Linked DNA regions of Macaca mulatta: regions 1, 3 and 4 are each linked to region 2. The links are chromatin contacts, called in public Hi-C maps. All regions are on one chromosome and are shown on one strand. The core of a region is the stretch at or near the end of the contact, and the rest is flanking DNA. Distances in the headings are between cores, read along the strand shown.

What was found. A called contact is a pair of places that touch in the nucleus more often than the background predicts.
Region 1: a contact with region 2 is called in a Hi-C map of fetal cortex germinal zone, with 3 times the contacts expected there. The contact joins the promoter of DOCK3 here to the promoter of MANF in region 2. A contact is called at or near these places in 2 of 14 Hi-C or Micro-C datasets (fetal cortex germinal zone and fetal cortical plate).
Region 3: a Hi-C map of blood shows a contact between it and region 2, with 8 times the contacts expected there. The contact joins the promoter of HEMK1 here to the promoter of MANF in region 2. A contact is called at or near these places in 2 of 14 Hi-C or Micro-C datasets (blood and liver).
Region 4: a Hi-C map of fetal cortical plate shows a contact between it and region 2, with 4 times the contacts expected there. The contact joins the promoter of CISH here to the promoter of MANF in region 2. A contact is called at or near these places in 6 of 14 Hi-C or Micro-C datasets (blood, cortical neurons, fetal cortex germinal zone and 2 more).

What each region holds. Positions count from the first base shown.
Region 1 is chr2:114,154,317-114,158,143 of T2T-MMU8v2.0, forward strand. DOCK3 (dedicator of cytokinesis 3) reads left to right here and starts at 2,487. Exons shown (of 54, transcript XM_077992951.1): 1 at 2,487-2,879. The coding sequence starts at 2,489.
Region 2 is chr2:114,856,218-114,859,804 of T2T-MMU8v2.0, forward strand. It overlaps MANF (mesencephalic astrocyte derived neurotrophic factor), which reads left to right and starts at 1,348. Exons shown (of 5, transcript XM_015130831.2): 1 at 1,348-1,393; 2 at 1,396-1,593; 3 at 2,365-2,492. The coding sequence starts at 1,363. LOC114676355 (a long non-coding RNA gene) reads right to left here and starts at 928. Exons shown (of 2, transcript XR_003727309.2): 1 at 713-928.
Region 3 is chr2:114,044,424-114,048,180 of T2T-MMU8v2.0, forward strand. It overlaps HEMK1 (HemK methyltransferase family member 1), which reads left to right and starts at 2,459. Exons shown (of 11, transcript XM_077992941.1): 1 at 2,459-2,552. The region is part of intron 1 of RASSF1 (Ras association domain family member 1); the gene reads right to left. C2H3orf18 (chromosome 2 C3orf18 homolog) reads right to left here and starts at 616. Exons shown (of 5, transcript NM_001194849.2): 1 at 405-616.
Region 4 is chr2:114,089,643-114,093,515 of T2T-MMU8v2.0, forward strand. It overlaps CISH (cytokine inducible SH2 containing protein), which reads right to left and starts at 1,517. Exons shown (of 3, transcript NM_001258075.1): 1 at 1,472-1,517. The coding sequence starts at 1,491. It also overlaps a transcript of MAPKAPK3 not described here.

The DNA of each region.
Region 1 (3,827 bases), core at 1,237-3,736, 700 kb before region 2:
CAGGAAAGTGGCCCTGAGACAGCTCTTGGAGGATGATGCAGATGTGTGGGTTTCAAGACTAGAGGACACGAGTTGAGGGAAACTGTATGCAAAAGCCCAGCCAGAACCAGGCAATGGTCTGAAGTTGGGATGGCCCTGGGAAATTCTGGGAAAGTAGTTTCCAGGAGGTGACAGTGTCAGAATGCAGACCTTCAGGTGCTGAGAATCAAATGAATTACATTGAAATAAAAGGATTTGGAGTGGATGATTCTCCTTTGTAGTCAGATGGAGAGAGGAGGAAGAGAGAGGAAATGGGGGGATGAGGGTACCAACAGGGCAGGTCTTCCTAGGACTGCAGAAGGAGTCTACGGAGCAGGTCAGGGTGAAAATGGGAGACGGGGCAATGATAGTTGAGGATCCTGAGAAGCAGTAGGTAGTGAGCCTGGTGGTGGCGAGAACACAAAGCAGAGCGATTGGAGAGGAGGGAAGGTTACTATGCAGAGGGTCTTGATTTTCAGAGGCAAGCTGGAAGGTAGCTCATATACTGGGAGAGTGTGTGTGTGTGGTGTGTTGAGTGGACTGGGAGCCTGAGGAAGGAAAGGATCAGAGCAGATGCTAGGGGGATAAGAGAGCAGGTGCACAGTTCTGCTGAAGGCCAATGTGTGCTATGCCCTTTTGCTTGAACTCACGCAATCTAAATTTATACAAATAGCAAGAGTGTAGGAGTCCAGGCTTACTAAGTCCCTTCCTTCTCACTTTGGTCCCTTCTTTTCCCTTCCCTGGTTGGGTTTAATGCCCTTCCACCCTGGAGCTGAGGTGTGCAATCATGGAGAATTTTCTTCATCTGGGAAAGCCGTAATCTAAGATGGATTCAGACTGGGAACAAGAGTATAAACTTTGGAAAAACTGGCCCTAGGCTCTGTGACTGTCATCACATACAGCAGACAAGGGAGTGAACTTAGAGGATGAAATAAGAGCTTTAAGGTTTTTCCCCGAAGGCCTGCGTAGCTCAGCCCCACTTGTTGACTAGCTCCCTGGAGAGTTCTGTAAGAATGTGGCTTCATTCCATAGTATACTTCCATGGTGGCCACTGGGGAGGGGTCTGTCTTCTCGGACGGTTAGCTCTTTCGTTATGTTGTTGGACATCCCTGCTACCCCTAAATAGAAGTGTATCTGGCTATTGAGAAATTCTATCATTCACAGAACAGACATTTTCTGGGCAGGAGTGGGCAGCTATGATTAGTGAGGGGAGGAGCCTAAAGATCGGAAGGTGGAAAGGGGTGGCCATAACCCAGGAGAGCACAATCAGGCCTGGGAGGAGTTACCAATAATGACACTTTGAAGGAAGAATCAAGATCTGTTGATTACAAGATATTCTTGTACTAGTCTGGCTTCCCATGCAACAACTATACACCAGGTGCTGGGTTGGTGGTGAGGGGTTAGAAAGATGATTTTAGCCTGGAGCTTGCCTTCTGGGAGCTGACAGTCTTATAAGGGAAATAAGACAAATTGAACATAGCTCCAATTCCAGACAAAGAAGGAAAGGAGCCTATGGGTCAGGGCAGGCTTCTTGGAGGTGAGGGGCTGAGCTGGACTTTGAAGGTTGTGGGGGTGTCTGAGAGCGCTAGTGAAGGATGACACTAGGGTTTTGACTTAGTAGTGCTAGTGACAGAGATGGGCAAATCTGCTGGGATTAGGGCATGTGGTCCAAATGTAGGTGTAAAGGAGAAGTTCTGCAGTTCATGGCCTTTGGTAAGTGGTTGACTTGGGGGTCACAAGGTGACATTTACAGGCATCAGAATGAATGGATTCTTAGGGAGGAGAGAGAGGAGGAGTTTCCCGTAGGAGCCTGTACTTAGGGCCCCAAGGGAGGCAGACACCCAGGAGCAGCAGAGGCCGTGTCCTGGGTAGGAACCTGAAGGGCCCAATGAAGTGCTTCTTTACTAGCAAGGCAGCTGTGATTATTCTGGCCCCAAACATTCACCACTCAGGCCAACTTAGAGAAGCAAGAACCTAGGTGTCAGCGGCCTCAGCCCAGAGGGTATCCAGGAGAGACGGCCACGAGTGCACCCCACCTAGTTCCCTCGTGGCGACTCCACCCTGCGGACCCTGGGAATGCACAGGGTGGCTCCGGGGACCTTTCCGACAGCACTGTGGGTGACACTGGGATGGGTCTGAAAATGGTGTCGTCTCCTCCTTTTCCAGATCTCCCCTCTCCGAGCAGGAGGCCTTTGGCCATCTCCGGGCGCAGGCAGGAGGCATTGGAAGCGGAAGCGAGTCTGGAGTCTGGGTAGAGGGAGTCGCCCACCTGACCGGCCTCGCCCCCTCCGTAGTTTGCTGCAGCTGAGGGCCCCAGACCAGCGAGAAAGCCAGTCCGGGGCCGGACAGTCCAATCGCTTCTCGCGGATTTCCCTCTGCTGGCGCGCAGCAGCGGCGCGTGGATTCGCGCGCGGGCTCGGGACGGCGCGAGCCCGGGCAGCGCGAGCCCCTGCGCGGCAGGGAGTGGCGCATGCGCGGGCGTCCTGCGAGCCCGCTGGGGCGAGCCGAGCCGCGGCGGCGCCGGGAGCCCGGCGGCGGAGCTGGGAGGAAGCAAGCGGCGGCACGGGAGCAGCGGCGAAGGACAGGTGGCGAGCCTTCGCCCGCGCCGCCAGGGGCTGCTGGGCCACCCGCGGAGCCTCGCGGTCCAGACGTGGAGGGGGTGGCGGCGGCATCCCGGACGGCCTGTGAGGGATGCGCCGCCCACTGCCCCGCGCCGCCTGACCGTCCCCGCCTCGACTCGCGGTGCGCCACAGCCGGGCCCGCGGCCGTCCCCGCCGCGTTGTCGCCCGGTTGCCGCGCCCGCGGGGCCGCGCCCGGCACGGTCATGTGGACCCCCACGGAGGAGGAGAAATACGGCGTAGGTAGGTGAGGCTCCGGCCTGGTCTTGCCTGGGGTTCTGAGGGACGCGCCCAGCTCCCGGCCCCGCCTGGATTCGCATCCTCTCGCCCCCGCCCCTGCCCGCAGGCTGCGCGGCCTCGGCGCCGGGCTAGCGCGGGGTGGGGGCGGGTGCGGGTGCGGGTGCGGGTGCGGGGGTGGGCGCGGGTCTCTCTGCAGAGAGGGCGGCAGGGGGCGCTGGCGGTGCGGCCTTGGCAGGTGCGGCCCGCGGGAGGGGTGGGCAAGGCCCGGGCAGTTGCCCGAGGTTTCTGGTGTGGGCCACGGGGCAATTTTACCCGAGAAGCCAAATTCTGGTAATATGTTTTTTTCGCTCCAGAAGCTCAATTTTAATGAGTTTCCGCACCTGAATTGATGAACCCGGTGGCTGTTTATTTTTGGTCTGGAACCTTAAACGGATGAAAAACGTTGACATCATTTTCTCAGTTCAAAAATTTGGACATTTGACTGCAAATGTTTGATCTGTTTTGTTTTGCCGTTAGTATTAGAAATAATACTTTACAATGGGAAATGTTTTTGGACATGTATCAATGTTTAGATGTTTTATAGACACGGGTTTTTTTTTTAACCTGTTTTCAGTTGAGACCCTATTCCTCTTAGAAACCTTTTTTTATCTGTTATAAGTGTTAAACTCCAGAAGCTAAATAACTCTTACAGTAATCTACTTCTTTAAAAAGAATATTCAGTAATTTAAAGTATTGAATGTTTTACAATTTTAGTTTTTTGTGTCAATTACATGATAAGAGTTAAGCCTCATTGCATCACCTATCATCTTGTTCAGTTAGAAACAGATTTAAAATGTTGAGTGTACAGGTTTTATTTTTCCTAAGCTCGTAGTGGAAAATTTTAGATAGGAAATCTGTCTAAACAGATTTTTGTTTCCCGTCTTTACTGCAATTTAGTCAAGATTTAGTTCA
Region 2 (3,587 bases), core at 98-2,597:
TGTATTTGTACAGGAATTTGAGCAAAAAATGTATAGAGTGTGATGTCCAATTGGTATTCAGCACTATAAATGTGTTTTTAACCTCACGCATTCTGTGCTTATTTAAAACAAGAAAACTTCTAACCATTCTTTTGTGTATTCATGTTTAAAGAAAACAAGTGATTTAAAAATGATCTTACCTGTACCAGAAAAGCAAAGTTAAAGGAAACAAAATTTGTACCATTGTCCCAAGAGGTATTTTACTGTATATATTGTGGTAGCATGTTCAAAATCCAACAAGTAATGTGAATTTTAGATGTAAATATCTGCCACTTGATTTTTTCCCCCTTTCCCCACTTCCTTGACTGCTGTGATGTGAATTAAAGATGAATATCTGATAATGATCCACTGAATTCACTGAATGGGAGCGGAGGATGTGCCCCTCTCCAACCCTTGTCGCCGGGCTCCAAGCCCTTTTTAGCCCCATAGACATGTCCTTTTTGCACTGAGTAGAGCCAACCCTTCCCCAACGCAGGAAGCCAGGGGGGCACTTGAAAGGAGGGCAGTCGAAATGGAAACATCCTCCAGTGCTTCTCTGCTGATCCCCGGGACCCCACTCAGGAGGCCCCTCAGCAACAGGGGACCCCGAAGGCCTAGCGGGGAGGCAGGAGAAGGCGGGCCAGCCACTGAGCCACGCTTCTGAGCTTGTAAGGGCACCTCCCGAGCCCCTCACCTTCCCACGCTGAGGCGACCCCATATCCTCGACCGATGATCCGGCCCGGGCGCTGCCCTCCACGGTCTAGAGTGGCGGCCCAGCTTTGAGATTGGCGCGCCTTGAGCCCTTCCTCCGGATGTCCCGCAGTCCGTCCACCCCGCACGTCTCCTGTCAGCCTACGCACGGCGGGCTCTGGTCAGGTGGAGGTTCAGCAGATGGGCTTCCAAAGGTTGGGTCCGTTGCCCACGCGTAGGAAAGAAGAAAAAAGGAAAGAAACTTTTGAGTCTTGCCTGCGGTCGCCCGCCCTCCCTGCCTAACCTGCTGTCTTGGCTGACCCCAGAACAACTGCGCCACGAGTCGGAGTCCGGGCGAGGAAATCCGCAGGGTTTTTCGAGCAAGCCTGGGGCCCAGAGCAGGGGTACGCGGGTCAACTCAACAGATGTAAGGCAGTGGCGAACCCCATTTCAGCTAGCGGTACCCAGCCTCAGTAGAGTCGCTGCCCTTACCCAATATGGTGGCCCACGCCGCTTCCGTCGCTGCTGTAGCCGCTTCCTGCGGCCGGCCCGGGTTCAATCAGCGGCCGACAACTGTCTAGGGCTCAGACACCACCAGCCAATGAGGGAGGGTAGCGTGGAGCCGCCCGTCTGGGCTCCACGGCTTATGGACCAATGGAGATGTGGCGTGTGGGAGGGCGCGGAGGGCCCCCCGCCAATGGGGAGCTACGGCGCGCGGCCGGGACTTGGAGGCGGCGCGGCGCGGCGGGTGCGGTTTAGTCGGTCGGCGGCGGCAGCAGCGGCGGAGGAGGAGGAGGAGGATGTGGGCTACGCAGGGGCTGGCGGTGGCGCTGGCTCTGAGCGTGCTGCCGGGCGGCCGGGCGCTGCGGCCAGGCGACTGCGAAGGTGCTGGATGGGGGGCCTGGGGCCGCGCTCCGTGACCGTTCTGGCGACGGCGCTGAACCCCACAAAATCACCAGACGGCGGGGGCCAAGAGGGCGGGGGCGAGGGCGGGGGCGGGGGCGACGGGGGGTCCCGGCGGGGCCTGCACGAGGAGGCTTCGGCGCCCGCCCTAGTAAATCTTGCCCGGGCCTAGAAAACATTGGTCCGACGAGGAAAAGTTGAGACTAGATCCCGTTGAAAACTTGGCCTGAAATCTCCATCACGCCTGAGTTATTGTCCCCACCACCGTCCAGAGGTTACCGCTCCCCGTCCGACGTCGGGAGCCCCAGGGCTGGCCGTGGGTGCTGCGCCCTGTCTGTTGGGATCACGAAGCTGCACCTCTGGGTGCGCTGTTGTATTTGGAAATTAGCAGCAGCATTTTGATGGTTTTTCTCCTCACCTTCCAGTCTCTCCATTTACGAGGTCACAGTGAGTCCCGTCTCAAGGACACGTGTTCACCATGGGCTTAAACTTGATGAAAGGAGCAGGGAGGAGTCGTTTATAGGTCATTGGGTGATGCTTGGTCTTTTGATTACCTGGGTGTACCAGGGGACCCCTGCCACCTTGAACCGGGTTCCGTCTACCTGTAGGCAACTGAGAAAAATCGGTGATGGAAAAGCTCACCTCTAATGATTCATCCTCATGTCTCCTATTAAAATTGTTGGCGGAGTTCCTTCCTGGTGGATTGGAACAGCTTGGTGATTGCTGAGCATCTCCCGTCCCTCTCTTTTCCAGTTTGTATTTCTTATCTGGGAAGATTTTACCAGGACCTCAAAGACAGAGATGTCACATTCTCACCAGCCACTATTGAAAACGAGCTTATAAAGTTCTGCCGAGAAGCAAGAGGCAAAGAGAATCGGTTGGTAAGTAGTTGGTGACCCTCCCCAACTGGCCCTGGCTCATGTTAACCCTCAGCTTCACTAGCCTTTTGATAAAAGGCCTTGCCCGCCTGTCTATTCAGGAAGCCAGCTACTCTCCATAAACTAACGTGAGACTGAAGTGTTTCTATGTCCTTCCCAAAGCAGGCATGTATTCTGCAACTGTGATTTTTTTTTAATCCTGTTAGTCCTTATTAAGCACCTACTATGTGCTGGGCACTGGGAGTATCAGGGGAAAGAAGTGACAGTCAGGCACACAAATAATGCAGTGTCTGGGTGTCATGAAGAAAATGGACCATTAGGTGCTGATTTAGAGTGGCCATGAAGTCTCTGAGGAAAGGTTATCATTGAAGTGAGATAAGAACATCCCATACAGGAAACAGCAGTGTGAGTGCCCAGAGGCCTGAACGAGTTTGGCATGTATGTGGACAGGAGAAGGTGACAGGGTGCCCACAGGATAGGCAAGGGCCAAATCAAGACAAGAGCCCTAGTGAAGCAATGGGTTTTCTAACTTTAATTTCCCTGGCAGTCTCTGGCTTATCTGTTAAAGGTTTGAACCCTGGTGACATTTAAACTCATTTGGTGGCTGCCAGCTTGGACTGAGCATGTGTTAAGAGTCCAGGGTTTACACTGACTGAATCTGACTACCAGTACAGGCAGGGCACTGAAAAATGCAGCTGTGGGCCAGGTGCGGTGGCTCATGCCTGTCATCCTAGCACTTTGGGAGGCCAAGGTGGGAGGATTGCTTGAGCTTAGGAGTTTGAGATCAGCCTGAGCAAAGTGGTGAAATCCCATCTCCACAAAAAAATGTTTAAGCTGGGCACGGTGGCTCACACCTGTAATCCCAGCACTTTGGGAGACCGAGGTGGGTGGATCACCTGAGGTCAGGAGTTCAAAACCAGCCTGGCCAACATGGCAAAACCCCGTCTCTACTAAAAAATACAAAAATTAGCCAGGCATGGTGGCAGGCGTCTCTAATCCCAGCTACTCAGGAGGCTGAAGCAGGGAGAATTGCTTGAACCTGGGAGGCAGAGGTTGCAGTGAGCCGAGATCATGCCACTACACTCCAGCCTGGGTGAC
Region 3 (3,757 bases), core at 1,209-3,708, 810 kb before region 2:
AAGGGGCAAGGCTGGCAGAGGGCTATGGGGTAGAAAGGCTCATCCCTCTTTGCCTTCTCCCTCCAGCTAGGCTGGGCACATAGGAAGTCCCGGGTTCTTTTATTGGTTTTGCAACTGATCCCGGGCGTGACCTTGGGCCAAACCCTTAACTCTGGGGCTCTGTTTACATCGCCTCCCAAAGGAGAGAAGGGGCCCTACTGACCACTTTCGCCTGGAAAGTGCCTCAGGGTCCAAAGGGTAAGGGAAGGAAACCGGGGCGAAAGGGGTCGGCACCGCGACCTTTGAGAACCCGCATGCCGTTCTCCACCAGGTCTCTCAGTCCTCCCTGCCCCAATCCCCATGCCCGCCTCCGCGACCCTGTGATGCCTCCCTTCTTGCACAGGAGCAGCGACCTCAGCACTTACTTAATCCTCTCCCGGCGCCGAGCTCAGTTGGAGAGGCTAGGGGTGGTAGTGACTGGCAGGAGGCCGGGGCGGGGGGAACCCCCAGGCCCGGCGTGGGGCTGCGGGTCCGACCAGAGGTCCACCCTCCCTGCAAGCTCCGAGCCGCTGGCCAGGCCCGCTACTGCGCACCGGCCTCAGCTGCGAGCGCTGGCTCTGCCGGCCTGAGCCAGGGTGGGTGAGCTAGTGTGGGTAGGGCCGGGACCCACGGCGGGGGTGGGGCCGGGCGGGCAGCCTCGGGGGATCCCCGAAGCTACAGCGCCTTGCCTCCCTGCGCGCTCCGCGCCCCCGGTCCCCGATTGGCTGTCGGGCCTAGAGCCCGCCCAGAATTGGACTGTTCGCTTGTCGCTCGGGTCTGGCTCCACCCCTAGAGGGAGCCTGGAGCCTGGAGCCTGGAGCCTGGTTGCAGTTTTTAGAGAGTAGCCCTGACTGCGTGGCCTGCGCTGAAGTTGGGCTGGGGACCGTACGTGGCTAGGTCCTTCCCAGGCCAGACCTCGGGACCCCTGCCAGCTACCCGTGCCAGGGCAGACTCACGCCCCCAAAACGCGGATGTACAGAGGAGACTTGGGGAGAGCAGTGGACTGGGAGTCCTTGGGCCTGCACTGAACTCTGGCTGACTTTGTGACCTTGAAGAAACTACTTTTCCCTTCGTGAACCTTGGCTTTCTACTCAGATGGGTCCTCTGGTGTGAGGGTTCTTGGCAAATGACTCCAACCCCGGGCTAGAAATGGGAAATCTGCGTCCAGAGAAGTTGAGAGTGGGGCGGATTTATTATTGGGCACCCCGACCCAGGCAAGTCTACATATACCCTTACAATAGCTTCCATCCACAGCATGATCAGCTCAGGGAAGGAGCCCTCAGATACTCCGGAGCCCTCAGATACTCTTAATCCGCCGGTTTTCAAAGGAGTGGGGGGTCACAGGGTAGCCTGGTACAAATGCGAACGCTCCTGTGTCTCCCGGTCTGGGAAGGATCCAGGGAAACGGCATGTTTAATAGTTTAAGGCCTGGCGTGGTGGCTCACGCCTGTAATCCCAGCACTTTGAGAGGCCGAGGCAATGGATCACCTAAGGTCAGGAGTTCGAGACCAGCTTGACCAACATGGTGAAACCCCGTCTCTATTAAAAATACAGAATTAGCCGGTCGTGTTGGCTCACGTCTGTAATCCCAGCTAATTGGGAGACTAAGGCTGGAGAATCGCTTGAACCTGGAGTCCGAGGTTGCAGTGAGCAGAGATCGCGCCATTGTACTTCACCCTGGGCAACAAGAGCAAAACTCCGTCTCAAAAAAAAAAAAAAAAAAAAAAAAAGGTAGTTAACAGTACATTCTGGTGGGGGGATGTTGACAAGACACACTTTGCGAGACGCTGCCGTGTATTTTATAGAAGGCGCAACTGAGGTCCAGAGGGGTCCCAACACCTGGACAAAGTCTCTTGATGAGTTGCCAAATAGAGTCAGGATTCGCACCAGGAAAAGAGTGGCCCCTGGGGTCTGGCTGCCACTCAGCCGGCCCCCTGGTGGGCTCTGCCACTGACCTAGGTAGGGTCACGACACTGGGACTGGACCCCAAAGTTGGACCTGTCTTCAACACTGGAACCCGCCTTCGCACAGCTCCACCCGGCTAAGATAGACCACGCCCCCGGACATCTGGTCCCCGCCCGAACACACAGGCCCTTTGGTGACACGCCTCCGTTCCGGCAGGCTACTGGGCTCTGCCCACACACCTACCAGGCTCGGTTCCTAAAAGCCAGCTCGGAGCAATCCCCTTGGGTTGGAGCCAAATCCCTGATGTGATTTTAAGGAAGACCAGCAGGTCCGGGTCTCCAGGGGTCAACCCCACACACATCCCCCGCACTTTCCTGCATGTAGGCCTGCGGGCGTAGAGGGCGTGGAATTCACACCCTCCCCACCCATCCGCAGGGGTCTCCTGGGAGGAACCCACAGGCGATGGGAACCCTGAAGCTGGGCTACGGTGTCCGCCCGAGCCTTTTCTTAAATGCGCCAACCCCGGAAGCGGGGCATCCAAGGGAGCGAGCGACGGGCCACGCACGTCCTGGCGTTCAGTACGGGGCAGCTTCTCCGGCTGGTGGGAGGGTGGGGAGCCTCTCAGGCAGGTATGCACGGGAGGTGGGGATCGGAAGGGGATGTTTCGACTGCAACCGCCTGGAGACCTGGCCGGTCCCATTCTCCATAGTGCAGATGGAGAAACAGGATTGGAGGGAGGGGACCCCGTCTGGGTCGTTAACAATGCAGTGCGTAGCTGTGAGGGAATTTACACCTCTGACTTCGGGCCTTGGTTCCTGGGACGGCGTACTGGTGCACAGAGCCGCTTCTGGAGTCTGGTGGACTCTCGGGTTCGTGTCTTGCCTGGGACAGTTTCTTTTTCTCTCTCTCTCTTTTTTTTTTTTTTTGGAGACGGAGTCTCTCTCTGGCACCCAGGCTGGAGTGCAGTGGCATGACCTCGGCTCGCTGCAACCTCTGCCTGCTGGGTTCAAACAATTCTCCTGCCTCAGCCTCCCGAGTAGCTGGGACTGCAGGCGCCGGCCACCGTGCCCGGCTAATTTTTTGTATCTTTAGTAGAGACGGGGTTTCACTATGCTGGCCAGGCTGGTCTGGAACTCGTGACCTCGTGATCCGCCCACTTCGGCCTCCCAAAGTGCTGGAATTACACAGGCGTGAGCCACTGTGCCCAGCTTACCTGGGACAGTTTCTACCTAAGTGATGTTGGGCAAGTCGCTTCCCTTCTCGGACCCTACTTGTATTTGAAGATGTGGCACTTAGCAGGTGCTCAATAAATGCTAGTTTGGACTTTTATCTGGAAGCAAAGGGGACCGCTGATTTTAAACCTTCAGTTAAACTTGCTTGTGACATCTTTAAATATAAAATTGTAAATTTTTTAGTTGGCGGTTTACACTAATGTCCTGGATTATGGGTTAAATTAGGAGGAAATTTTCAGCATATAAATCCTTGACAGTACACACAAAATGTCAGATTCAAAGCTCCCAATCAAAGGCAATCATCTGCCCCTTGTAACATCAGTTAAGATCGTGTAACATCTGGTCTCTGCTGTGTGTTGAGCTGCCTCCCAGGCCTTGGATATTCATAGTCTAATGCTTTGCTTGCCATGGGTTTGGTGTGATTTTCTCCCATCTTACGGATTAAGAAAGTGAAATTCAGAAATAATGACTTGCTTAAGATCACACACACTAGGTTAGACACAGATCTGTCCTATCCCCAAATATGTGCCCTAACCTGCCACCAACCCATTTATTAGCAGAGACTGAGCCATGGGCTGAGCCCATTCCAGCTAAAAATGTGA
Region 4 (3,873 bases), core at 267-2,766, 770 kb before region 2:
GAGCCGGTAGCAGGAGCCAGACCTGACTCCTGTGTAGGTTATAGGTGACGCTCTAGGTTCTAATAAATCATGGCCCTATGATCACTCACAGTGAGAAAGGCCACACAACTCTGGCACACCACAGACTGCTAAAAACTGTTCCACACATACCCTGGCTGTACTGTGGGAGCTCGGAAATCCCTCTTGGAGAACTGGAGGCCAAATTTTGAGATGACCTGCCTGCTGGAGCCCAGAGCTACCTTCCCAGGGGCACGGTTGGTGGCTAGCCAGTCAGGCTGGAACCTCTGTGGGTGGCCATGTCCAGATAGCTTAGCCGGTCCTCAGACAGATTCCACCTGTGGGTGTGGGCACCTCTGGGGCTGACGTGGTAGCTGGGTGTATGAATAGCTGTGTTGATCACCACAAGCTCCTGGTGAGTGACTGTGTACCTGGGCAGGGGTGTGTCCATGGCTGTGTCATCATGGTGGGGACAGTGGCTGGTGTATTCTAGGTACATGTGTGTGCCTGCTTTGGAGCCCAGCAGTCTGTTAAAAACTTTGTTCCCCGACACCCAACACTGGCCCTGAGCTTATAAGGGGGTGCTTAGCTAGGGTAAAAAGTAAAAGAGCCTATGGGACCCCAGAATGCAGGGGGAGGCTCCTGGGGAGGAAGGTAGTGGTGGAGCAGGTGTTCAGGAGTCCCCGAATGCAGACAGGAGGAAGGAACTTGCTGGAGACAGCAAGGGAGAAGTAGTCTTCCCAGCACCTTCATGTCCTCTTCCCTGGCCTCACCTTCCACCCTCCCTCACTTGGCACCAGGCCAGTTGTGATAAGCACAGCCACCCAGTTCTCCCTGAGTGCAGAACACCCATTTATACCTTCTTCTTCTCTCCTTGGAGCTCCCTGAGCTCCTGTCAGATCACCATGGCCAGCATCAGACCCTTTGGTTGAAAGGGTTGCTCCCAAGAGTTGCTGACCATCAGGTGCCAGACTGAGGAAAGGCAAGGATCTCGGGCTGTCTTCCCAAAAAAGAAAAAAGAGCCTATTTGCTAGCCTGGGACAGGAGAGGGGACACCAGGACAGAGGGGGCCAGGGGCTGGTCCAAGGTTACTAGCAGGCAGGGCAGCCGGCAGGCTAGTGTAGAGTGCTCTGGGCCCAGAAGAAGATCTGGGATTGTTGGCCACATCTTGGTGGACGCCCTGCCGTTGGTGTCCATTTGCTCCAGTGAGAACCCAGGCTGAGCCCACCCCGTAAGTTCCTCCTGTAGCCAGCCAGCCCCCGGTTTCCCAATCCACAGTGGGAATTGAGGTGAGTGTGTGGGGGTGGGGAGTAGGAGTGTCACAGCCCCACACAGAGCCTCGCTCCCGAGGTCTGTCCGCGCTCAGTCACCTCTGGCCCGTCAAGCCCTCCCAATGCCCGGCAGCTAGCACATGGCCCCTGTTCTTCCGTGCGCCCCTCTTGGTGGCCAGGCGGGGGCAGAGAGCCGCGCTTACCCCTGAACGCAGAGGACCATGTCCCCGCGGCAGCGGCGACTCCGGAGTAGGGACTCGGCTGGACGGCGGCGGCGGGAAGGAACCAGTGGGCGCGGAGCGCGTGCAGGGTAGGCTCCCGGGGCGCGCGGGCGCAGGGCAGGGACTGAGAGGCAGTGGCGCGGACCGCCTGCGAGGGCAAGGTGGGGCGGGCCGGACGAGAGGGGCGGGGCGAGCTGCTGCCTAATCCTTTGTCTGCCGCGTCCCAGCCCTTCCCGGAAGCGGCGTCTTCCTAGAACCGCAGGCTGAGCGGTGGGGCCCGGGCGGGGTGCGCGGGCGCAGTCGCCGGGTCTGGGGCCCTGGGCAGTGAAAGGAAATACTTTGACAGATTTCCAAGAACTTTCCAGGAAAACGGGGCGGGGCCCTGCGAGCCGACCAATCGCGACGCTGAAGGTGGAGCCGAGCGGTCGGGGAGGGCCAATAGCAGCGCGTGGACCCGGGGCTGACGCTACCCAGCGGGGTAGGACGGAGAGATCAGTAGGGAAAGACCGGGTGGGGAAAGTTAAGGAGGGGCCCGGGCTCAGCAACCCGCGCCCAGATTGCCTTCTGGCATTCTGCGTCGTTGGGGAACGGCCCTCTTATCTCGCCGTGGAACTCCTGGCAGGGCGGGGGGCGGAGTCCCGGCCTCGTCCTCCCTGCTAGCGACTCCTCCAAGGAGGTCTGTCGGCGTGGGCAAACGCCCGGTGTTGGGACGGCCGCTCCTGGACCCTAGGACTCTGTGTGTCGGGTGTCGGATTGGGTGGCATGGGGTGAGGTCTGGAGCGGGACTTAGGGCAGGGTGGGGTGCAGAGGACGGTTCCAGAAATGAGTGGGTCCACTGGGGTCAAGCTGGCGGTCACCACAGCCAGAAAGATCCAGACAAGAACGTTTTCTTTGAGAGTTGAAGGAGAAAGCACATCCCAACTTTTCAAATTCTGGCCGGCCCGGCCAGTCAGGGGAGAAGAGACTACAGATTGAAGGAAGCAAGCAGAGACAGCCCCAGATGGCCCGGACTCTGCGTTGGTGCCCCCCCCCCCAAAAAAAAAATGCTGAGAGAGAGAGTCCTGCAGCTCAAAACATTGGGAGATAATCTGGGAGCAGGGTAGTAGAGGTTGGGGCAGGGTGGTGGGGCAGAGTAGTAACACTCGCTCTTATCTACAGGGAGTACTTGCTGCATTTGATCCTCTACAACTGGTGTTGCTCCCGTTATGCAGACGGAAGACAGCCCCAGGGAACAAACGCTAGGAAATGGCAGGGTAAGAGCTTGATCCCAGCTCTGAATCAGAAGCCCACACTCCTACCAGGACCCTCTCCACCTGTTTCAGTTCACTGGATTCACTGTGGAGCATCTATGTGGGGTCTGTGTGACTCTCCTCCAAATCCTTGGGCCAGAAGAACTGTGGGATTTGGAGAGGTCGCAGGTCCACTCCCTACCCCTCACCCCCTCCCAGTGTGTGCACCCAGGGTCCTCAGAAAGGAGGCTAGCTTTGAGATCCTGGGCAGGGATGACAGACCCCTGGCTGTGTTGAAGGGCCTGAACGATAGTGTCCAGGGAAGACAGAGCTCAGCTTGCTCTGCCCAGAATGGCAGAAGGCAAGAGACCTGAAAGCAAAACCCTATGAAACTGGGGGAAAAATGGTTTAAGTTTCAGACTTCAGGGCAGTAACTTCTCTGCAGATTTCCTAAAGGGAAGCCAGGCTTCATCAGTGCAACTCTGCCAGCCCCCTCCTGAGTTGGTCAGAAGCCAGTTTCTTGGAATGAGGGTAGAGGGGATGGATACCTTATAACCCACCTTGAGGGGTGGGATACCTGGATAGCCTGGTATGGGGCCCCTGTGTGGACCACTGACTTGGCAGTAGGAACTGTCCACTGTCTCATTACTATGAAGACAAAAGGACTTTGCAGCTGCCAGGCAACAGAGTTACAATTTTGAACTTGGGTCTCTTATGGGGCCAAATCCCAGGCTCTCTACCAAAACTATACTTCTTACCCCTCACCATGACTATTCAACTGAACACTTACTATGTGCCAAGCACTCTCAGCAATTTGCAGCCTCATGTCATTGTCACAACTACCACATATTGTCTCCTCTTTACAGGTGTGGAAACTGAGGCATGGAGAGGTTACAATATACCCTAGATCTCCCAACTGGCAAGTAATGGTTGAAGTCAGGAGCCTACACACTTCCTCCTACTTCCTCTGTGGGTGCTGGTGATCTGCCGACTCCTAGACATCCAGCTTTAAGGTCCTCAGTGAAGCTTCTCTGCCCCCAGGCCTGTCAATGTGAGAGCACCATGGGTGTCCCTTTGAAAGCATCTCCTACAGAGGTCAGTGATTATGCGGTCTATGTGTAAACCAAAGGGTCCCAAGGGTTTTGGCCTTCCAAC